Linked DNA regions of Nomascus leucogenys: region 1 is linked to region 2. Evidence: chromatin contacts called from public Hi-C data. All regions are on one chromosome and are shown on one strand. The core of a region is the stretch at or near the end of the contact, and the rest is flanking DNA. Distances in the headings are between cores, read along the strand shown. Region 1 has its middle 140 kb from the start of ZC3H12C. Region 2 holds the start of ZC3H12C (probable ribonuclease ZC3H12C).

Region 1 (4,708 bases), core at 608-3,107, 140 kb after region 2:
TTGCCTTGTAAAGTTCCAGGGATTAGGAAATGGACATCTTTGGGAGGCCATTATTCTGCCTACCACATCCATGAAATGCAGATTCTGTGGTCACATAAATCTGCAAGTAATATTTCTTTCTTGGAGCTTTGCAATGTACATCAGTATAGTCAAGGCTCTGAGAACTTTTGGAGTAAAGAAGCCCCTTTAAGTTTGCTCAACCCAGGAACTCTTTGCTGGCACATTTCGTGAAGCTGAGCCTGAGAAATATGGAGAAATTCAGAGAAAATTAAAGAACTGTTTTCTGCCCTAAAGGAATTGAAGACAGCTTTTTATTTTCTCAATCATCGATTTCAAATTAATACTGAATTCATTAGTGCTGAGGGAATGCAGGGCAGAAGAGGGAGTGGGAACATCTGTAGAAATCAGAAGCTCTAATTACCATGCTTCTGTTCCATACAAGGCAATGATGAGAACAGCGGTAGTTGTGGGAGTCTATGCTGATTTCCCTTTCACCATCGACATATTGTGGCATTATGAATAATTTAAAAAATCTGCCTGGGTCATTTTCTTAATCTCTGTGACTCCGTATCTCATATGTAAAGTTGGGTTAACATTCTCTCTTTCATCCAGTATGATTATGGGCTTTTGATTAATGTTAAAATGCTCTTTTTTTGCATTCGCATGCAAAAGGAGTTATTAAATTTTGGTGCCAAATATTGTGATGGTAATGAGAACTCACTCACCAATATCTCATTACATGTGCAACTTTTCCCCTTAATTTACTGCATTAATCACCCATGGCTACACACAATATTATCCCTATAGCCAGAACAGCTTCTTTCATCTTGTAGATATCTCATGTTGAAACCAAGAAATACAAGCTAGAAAAAGCTGTCTTATTTAAAAAATTCCCAGAAGGCATTTGTTTTATGTGGTGAGCATAATGATTGCTTACAATAAAAAAGCCTCGAAAGTTCTCACTTGTTCTAAGATTATTCATGCAGCAATTATGCTATTGATGTCAATTTGTTTTATGATAATATATTATAAACTATTCTGAACCCACTCAACAACGCATAGTATAATGCTTGCAATCTTCCCCACGACCTCTCTTGCTAAAATACCTATTCACTTCCTTGATTAGAGAAAACCAAGGAATATAGGCATTTTAAAAACAGATAAAGTTTAGATCATTTGAAATCTAAAAATGAATTGGAATTTGTAATTTTAAAGTGAATAATCGCAAAAGAGAGAAATAGCTAGGTACTCTGACTTATATTCTAGATGACGTTATGTATCTTAGTACAAATATTGTCCAAGTGAGCCCCCCTAAATTGTGTGTGCGACATAAATGGAGGGGAACTTGTATTTATTTTGTAGCTCGCCAAGAGCAAAGGGCTGTCTCAACTTAAATTTTGGACATCTTTAGTTTGTTCATCTTAAATTTGGCTTTGCATTGCTATAGGTTTTCAGGTAACTATTCATATTTCAAATGATGATTATTATTTTGCTTCCAAAGGTTCTTACTTGTTTTTGTAGAGTAGGTAGTATATTAACGTATTTCACTTTAAAAACAGTTATTGTGGTTACTTTGCCTGGGTGAGTCTGTATGTAAACATGTTTGAAATAGTTATTAAAAGAAGATGTGCTCCTGATCTTAATGAGGTTAAATCTCACTCTTGCTTCACTGTTTCAAATTTTATTATGATCTTAAATTGAGGTTATATTCACATGGACAGAGCAAAAATTCGCCACTGGCATATCTATTTGATGCTGTCAGCCATGTTCACAGCCAGTCTGCAAAATTCATTAGTTATTATGTAAAAGGTGCTTTTAATCCTCAGTAGCAGGATTCTTTCCTTATTTACTTTCATTTTGCCTTGTAGATATAATTTGAGCAAATAATTTGAAGATGGGTAAATAGAAGTTTGACTGAAGCTGATGAAAGTAAGCACATTGATTGATTAATATTCTTATCATTTTTATAAGCTGCATTACAGAAATACATAATTTCTGTAAAATAAAATGTAAAAATAGGCGTAGAAGTCAGGGCAAAGGCATATGACTAGAGAAAAGTAAAATGAAACCAAATGTGAGGTGACACCTGGAAGGCAGCCTGTTCCTTTAACACACACAAGCACTCATTCAGGCTAAACAGTGTACACACTCACTTCCAGGTGGGCCACACTATTTAGTTCTATATTTTTAGTAGCCCATGAAATGAGGGGAAAGTGGGTTGGGGGAAATGGGCTAAGTGTGTAGAGTTGAAATTAAGTATGCTTATGTAATGGCTCTATTGTTCTTTAACGTGAGCTGTTCAAAGAACAAAATTTTAAAATCCACTTACCTCTGTTAGTTTCAGAAAGGAGGGGAGTGGTGTAGCTGATCATCTGAAAATATCAGATGATACAGCATAGTCCTATTTTTAGCTCTGAAATGCAATCATGGGACTTTAAAACAACATCCAGTGTGTTTTGTTAGAGATGCCACAACCAGTCACGACTGGCTGGCACTGCAGAAAACAGAAAGTTATGGCAAAGGGAATTACCGTTGAGAGCAAAGAGCTGGGGGAAAGGCATCATGCAGTCATTGATGGCTGGTGGCTTCGCTCCAGTGGTACAAGCGTTTTGTGTGTGCTTATAAATCTGAAGCAGCAACATCTATTGAACCCATGTTTTTCATCATCAATGACTATGGGTGAAAGTGGCTCTTGATTTTGAATGCTCACATGTCTGGGTGCCTTTGGAAATGTGCAATCTTGTCTTGGCCCTTTTAGTGACTGGCTTTGTAGTCCTGAGATAATTGTTTCCTATTTCTTCATCTATTTCCTCTCAACACAGTGTGAATTAGATGCGCTTCGAAGACCCTTCCAGGACCAAAACTTTAAGCAGGTCCCGCAAACCTCACACATATAAACACGTGATTCTTTTTTTAAACACCTCTACAGTTGAATTCAAGTAGCCCCTGTTTCAATAACAGTGAGAGAGAAAAAAAATAAATTAAATCAAGTAAACAAACAATAAACAAATTAACCTTGTCACTTTGATTTTCTTCTGGCTTAGAATTTAGTCTTTTGGTGTAATTACCCAGAATTTAAATTTTGTTGATTCAAAATTCAGGTTGTCAGGGGTGTCCTTTTCTCTCAAGGGCTCCTCTAACTCCTTGCCCCTGCTCTCCTGGATGTTCCCCTCCTTCTTTTTGTGCTGCTTTCTGCTGATGAAACGGGAGAGTTCCCTGACCCCCCCTAGCAGGACATGCAACAGGGGTGTAGCTTGTCTGGCCACTGTGCATGCTCAAACTCCTTACAGGCGGGGAGCATGCAGATGGGCAGGTGCAGGAGCCGGACCGAGCACCCCTGGGCCCAGGCCCCATAGCAGCATCTATGGGTGGGATCCTTCAACCCCCAAAGCCCAGGTGGGCATGTGTGACAGTGCGCTCTTTTAGCCTTGCTGTCCATGGATGGCTTAAGTGTTAACCAGCTCAGTGCCCTCTTGGTACCTAGTTCCTTGTCTGGTGTCCAGGAAGAATCAGGTCATACATAAACCTGAAGGATGAGTACAGGGCTTTTGTTGAGTGGTGGAGGTGGCTCTCAGTGGGATGGATGGGGAGCTGGAAGGGGGATGAAGTGAAAAGATGATCCTCCCCTGGAGTTTGGGCAGCCGGTGTCCGTTCTCCTCTCCGACCATTCCCAGCTGATCTCTTGGCATTCAGATACTCCTTTTTTTTCTTTCTGCCATGCTGTTCTTCCGTTCTTCTGCTCTTCTGTTCATTGGCTTGTGGAGTCTGGGGTTTGGGGTTTATATATGTACAGGATGGGGGTGCATGGTGGGCCAAAAGGCAACTTTTGGGCACAAAAACAGGAATGCCTGTTCTCATCTAGTGCTGTGGGTTTCCAGGCTTGCTTGAATGTGGGGTCTTTGCTGGGGAACCACCCTCTTTTGTGCAGTATTTCCCTGTCTCCTGTCTATACCACTTATTATGGCTTCTGGGTACAAGTGGAAGCTTGTACAGTAGCTTGGCAGGAGTGGTGAGCTGGCCTGGATTAGCCTCTACTTGAATATCTCATCCTGCTGGTCGTTTTCTGCTTGTATTGCCGGTCCCTGCTCATCCTTCTGACTTGCACCAGCCTCTGCTGCTGGTGCCCTTAGGTGTAGCCGTGCTGTCTGATCTTCAGGTCCTTATACTCTGGGTCCTCCTCATTGTCTCCCCTTCTTGGTTTTCTGTCCCCCTGCAGCATGCAGGAACTGCTGGATAGGAGCTACTATGAAGCCAGGAACACTAAGGCTCTCTACCGAAGTATGCTATACTTTCATTTCTAGTTCCTTGAATCTATCCTATGATGGCTTATGGCACACAGCAAGCTCGTTTTTAATGAATCTTTTTTTTCTTGGTATAAAACATACTCTTCTGTCCTCAGTTCCTCAAACCTACCTAGGGGTTTACACTTTTCACTAAGGGTCTCAATCCTGGGGGGTTGGATACTCACTTATGTCTGTCTGTTTCCTGCCTCCCTCATGTCTGGGAGGAATGCTTTATCTTGTTTAGTGGGATATAATATCCATATCATATCACATATCCTGTCTTTCAATGTCTTACACTAAACATTCTATACTCAAACCCTCTATGGTTTAATTCTTTGAAATCTATAAAAGTATTTTGCTTCCTCTTAATGAATTTGGCTGTTGCAAATGAGAAATGAAAGATCTGGCTTTCTTGTCTTTGAAAT
Region 2 (5,229 bases), core at 2,547-5,046:
TAAGATCATGGGTTATAAAGTCAGACTGCCTGGGTCTGAACTCCTTTCTGCAACTTACTAGCTATATGACTTTGGGCAAGTTACTCAAACTCAGTGTCTCAGCTTCCGCATCTATAGAGTGGGGATAATAGAAGCAATGCATAAAGGTGTTCAAGGGTTAAATGAGATAATGCATGTAGACTTAGCATGTTGTCTGGCACATCAGTGTAAAAACACGACTATTACTGTGTCACCTATAAAAACCAAAACAACAGTACAGAATTGATACCGCCACAACACATATCTGAAGTTATCTTTATGCTGTCAGATGCCAAAAATTACTATGTGTCAGACATTTAATTTACACATTGATCCTACAAAAATTTTAAACAAATCCTGAATCACCAAGAAATTAGAGATCTATTCTGGGGTAAAATAGATCTTTCTTAAAAAATCACATTCTTGATTGATCATCCTTTCTCTGAACTATTAACTGCAAAACAGCAGCAGAGATGATAACATGTGTTTTGTTGAATCTTCACATGTTTTCGCTTTGCAAAGTCATGAGATTTCATATGCTGCAGGTCCATGAGGCATATTAGCACTTAAAACACAAGAAGCTTTTTTAGAACATTTGGTAGATTTATGATCAAACCCCGGACTCTCAATATTTTAGGCTTAAATTTGGAATCCTGATTGAATTTTCATTATTCACTGACCGTCTTATTTACTTAATATTGCTCTAATAAAAACTATACTCCAAAACTCTATTTGCCAACTTACCCACTCACTACTCCTATCATCTGCCCCCTGTGCCACATACTGGACCGCCCACTCCCTGCTTTCCTGCCAGGGTTCACTGACTCATTTGGAAATGACTCCCAGCCAGCTCTACCTACTCAAATCCTACCTTTGAGGCATTCCCCAGTACCTGAATTTATCACTTCTTTTTTCACGGAACTTAGTACATTCCACTTAGCATTATGTTCTGTTCATAATCTATCCTTTTAGAGGTTGGGGGCCTTACACAGCAGCTAGAGTGATAATAAGTAATTATTTGCAGAGGGAACAGAGCATACCAGTTTCAAATGAGCAATAACTGCAGATTAGTGTTATTCTACATTCCAACAGTAAAAAGATGAAAACACTCCCTACTTAATATCTTGTTTGTTTCTTTAAAAATGCTATCAAATCAGAATTAAAGAATCCTAAATTTATGTACAAAAACAATGAAACACACTAAGAAGTTATAACAGCAACACTTTTACATTTGTGATAGTAATTAAAATTAATGTAGAAACCACTGTGGTCTGCTAGAATGAAGACCTAGTTGTAGAATAAGAAAAATGTTTTAAAGATAAAATTTCTATTAACAACTTGGGATCCAATTTTGCAGACGTTGGTAACCCATGAAAACCTACCTCCAGAGAAGCCCATAATATAAAATAGGGTATTTTTATATAGTCTGGTCATTAAACCAAAAATTTAGTAAAAGGAAGTGACTAATAAAAACTCCCATCAGTATAGAAACATTCCAAGTTTCTGTTTCCTATCCTTTAATATTTCCCATTATACTAAAATAGTTCCGTTAGACTTCCATTATTAAATAAAGGCTAAAAAACGCCAGTCACTTTGTTGTTGTTTATTTAAAAGTTCATTTTACTTTGGTTATAATGTTTAAGTACTTTTATGGTGACCAAATACTAGAAGTAGAATCTTGTAACTTACTTTAAAAGTAAAATAGACTCTTTCATGTAAAAATATTAAAACATTTTGAACTACGGGTACATAGTCAACAGGCCATTCTATTTTTATAGTACCATCAAGTAGACAGATTTAGGTAACTGGAAATAAGCATGCCAAATTGGGAAGAAAACAGGTGAACAGGGGGTCAAGTCTGAAATAGGCATCTTCCTGGGCTTATCACACTAAGATTAATTTTACAAATGTTTGATGAAGCTATCATGTAGCTTCATCAAACACCAGAGAACACTAAACACCAGAGAACACTAAACACCAGAGAACACTAAAATTAAGAAACTGCTACTAAAATTCATTGTATATGTGATTAAATAAATGTAAGTCATACCCTCTAAATCCTAAGTCCATTAAGACAAAAACATTTATAACACACTATTTATGACTTCTTGTGGTTCTTGAAAAGTCAAAAATTGTGTTTGAGGTTTATCTCGTTTTCCGTTTATAATATGCATTTTAAAAATGGAAAAACTCAAGCACGTAACAAGTGAAAAACTGAACAACGTTGCCAAATTTCTAAACATACAATACTTAGCTCCAATTATCTCTGCATCTGTTCTAAAACGGTTTAAAAAAAGTCTGAATCAATAAGCGCCTGATGGGCCTGGGATACTCCAATACAGTCTTGTCAACCAATAGGAAAACTTTTCCTAAATCTGGATTCGTATTTCATCTCTTTATCACAAAACACCGAGCACAAACCGAGATTGTTAACGGATAACCAAATGGCAAGAACCCCAGACAGAGTAATCAGGACTTGGATGTTAGGGCTGTCTTTAAGGACTTTAAACGAGACAGCTTAGGGAAGAAAAGCGGGATTCATTTCTCCAAGTTATATTTGTAACACTTCTTAGTAGGGAGTTAAAAATGTGAACAGCCGAGCTAAAATGAACGCAGCGTGTAAAAGGGATCTGGACTGGAGCCGGGGGGTGAAGGAGGGACGAGGGGGGGAGTGAGGGGCTTTCGTGACGCCCGGCCTGGGGGTGCTGGCGATCTGGATGGAGGGATGGATAGTCAAGCGAATGGCCGGGGCTGGATCCGAGATGCCAAGTGATGTCTCGCCCCATGAGCGCGCGCGAGTCTGAGCCGCTGGGGCAGCTCAGTGTGTCCGTTTCCATCCGCGGCGCCCGAGCCCGCCTCCATGTTCGCGATCTATGCCCCCAGGCGGGCGGGGATCGGTGCCCTAGGCCGCGGGGCCGGGGAGCCCGGCCTCACCTCGCCCGAAATCCCGGCGGGGACGGCGTTGCCCGCGGGAAGGATGCGCCGGGCTTTCCACTCGGCCCCACCTGAGCGGCGGGAGCTCGGTGACTCGACCTCCGGAGCCCGCCCCGCCTGGGCCTGGAGATCACACGGCGAGGTCGCTGCGGCCCCGGCGCCCTCCGACTGGCGCCCGGGCGCGGCTCCGCGGCCCTCCCCACGACCGGGCACCCCAGGACCGCCCTCGCCGCCGTCCGCGCCCCCCACCCGCTTCCCGAGGACAAACCTGGGAGCCGCCACCCGGCATAGCCAACCCTGCGAGAAAGCGGCGAGCGGGCGGCGGGGCCCGCAGAGACAGCGGCCACCTCGGCCCCCCCGCGCCAAGCCGCGCCCGCCCGCGCGCCCTCTCCGCGGGCCGCAGCCCCGGCGCCCCCTCCCCGGGTTGCACAACTCACACCCCCCACGCGCGCGCACTCGAATCTGTTGCTCAACCTACTTGCATTCTCTTCTCCGCAGCCATCACTACATGCCCTGGAGCTGGGGCAGCCCCGGGGCCCTCCGGCAGGCGGCCGCCTCTCGCCTCAGCCCTGGGCTGTCGCGGCCGCCGCTAGGGCGCGGGGCGAGCGCGAGGATCCCTCATGCCTCCCGCCCGGCCAGCTGGCCGCACGCCGGGGCCCCGGCTCGGGCGCGCCCGAGCGCTCGGCTCGGCCCTGCCCCGCCGTCCGTGCCGCTGCTCCGCGGGCGAGAGCGAACCCGGCTCCGCGCTCCTCGCCCGCCCGCCCGCAGCCACCGCAGCCGCGCCGCTTCCTCCTCCCCTTCCCTCTTTTCCTTCTCCTCCGTCGCCGCCTCTGGAGCCGAGGTTGGCAAACCAGCACCTGCTGCTGGAGAACGCCGAGAACTGAAACAGGAAACCCCGAGCCAAGGGGAAAACCCGAGAGGCGTGGAGAGGGGTGAGGGGAGCTGCTGGAACCTGTCGGGCTCGACCCAGCCGCTGGGGCTGCCCGAGGTTCCCGCGCCGCCTCCCCTCGCGCCCATTCCCTGCCCCGGCCCAACCCAGGGGTCCCGACCTCTCCGCGCCGCTCCCCCGACCTGGTGCAGGACGGCGCCTTTCCGCTCGGCGACACCTTCTCCACCCAGCAATAACACTGATCATGTCCCAGGCAGTCAAGGAGATCGACGGGCCGCCTTCTTAGGGCAGGTTCCCCGTAGTTCTTTACTTATCAATACTCCGTGATGAGGAAAAACCACACCCTGCATTAGCAAGGCCAATAAAAGAATTTAAACAAATGAAGCTGTTGGGATTTCACCCAGGGATAGGACTTCTTTCAGCAAGGAAATTGGCTTTGATGGAAATGGCAATCGTGTCAAAATCGAGGTTGAACCCAAGATACATCCAGATCTCTTTCAGGAGATCGGAAGGAAACAGCTCTTTGCACAGAGGTGGGCGCCTGAATCGCAGGCTGAAAAGCACCGGGACCAGAGAGCCTTTCTACTTCTGTGAATCGTACAACACCCAGCACAAACTTAAGTCAATGTTTCAGAAATGTTCAAGTAACCTTATTCACCTGTCCTTGGAATCATTACGAGGAGCCTTGGGCAGGATGGAGTCTCCTTCTGGAGTGAGAGGGAGGGTCACTGAATGGGTTGTACCCGTACCATGTGCCACGGGCCAAATAGCCTGCTTTAAATCCACTGTCCCGTTTGTCACCACAGCCATGTGAGCTGGGTATTAGAAACCTCTTTATCCATCAGAAAATCGAGGTTAGAAAATTTACCTGCAGTTACACAGCTTGAATGTGAGGTATTCAGGTCTGTTACATCTAAAGGACGCATTTATTTCACTGGACCACGATTCATGCCTTTGGTCAACTTTTCACCTTTCATAAAATTAGTTATTGCCTCTGAGTTGTTTTCAGTAGGGCATATATATGGTTTAAGCCTGGATCTGTTGAATTTGCTTGGACTGCCTAATGGTAGTGATATTCATGATGCTTATTGGGGTTCAAACTTGATAATTTTCAGTTTAATATTCTCTACCAAATATAGGCCTTTATGGCTCAGTTGAGCAGCACAGATGTCCCCATCTTTTTGGCCAGCATCACTTGCTCTTTAGCTGTTGATGATGGGGTCCCTTCTGAGAGTATCCTACTGGCTGGTGCACGTGGGCATCCTGACTCTGCCTGTGAGATGAAAGGAGACTGTCTTACTGAGCCTGTTTTCCACATCAGTAGACCAGTCGTGAAGCCGATTAAATAAAATTGCAGGTAGGCAGGTAGGCTGGCTTCTCTGGTTCCG

The links. Hi-C and Micro-C count contacts between places; a contact is called where the count stands out from the background.
Region 1: a contact with region 2 is called in a Hi-C map of an unstated tissue, with 4 times the contacts expected there. The contact joins the enhancer-like site here to the promoter of ZC3H12C in region 2. A contact is called at or near these places in 2 of 4 Hi-C or Micro-C datasets (a lymphoblastoid cell line and an unstated tissue).

The regions. Positions count from the first base shown.
Region 1 is chr15:24,924,979-24,929,686 of Asia_NLE_v1, forward strand. No RefSeq gene overlaps it. Among named protein-coding and RNA genes, the nearest start is that of ZC3H12C, 140 kb to the left of the region's middle. Within about 2 kb of position 1,858, the one cell type or tissue checked has an H3K27ac peak away from gene starts, as active enhancers do. A contact at or near this core is called in a lymphoblastoid cell line, where this site is marked.
Region 2 is chr15:24,785,752-24,790,980 of Asia_NLE_v1, forward strand. It overlaps ZC3H12C (probable ribonuclease ZC3H12C), which reads right to left and starts at 3,797. Exons shown (of 6, transcript XM_030828629.1): 1 at 3,431-3,797. The coding sequence starts at 3,454.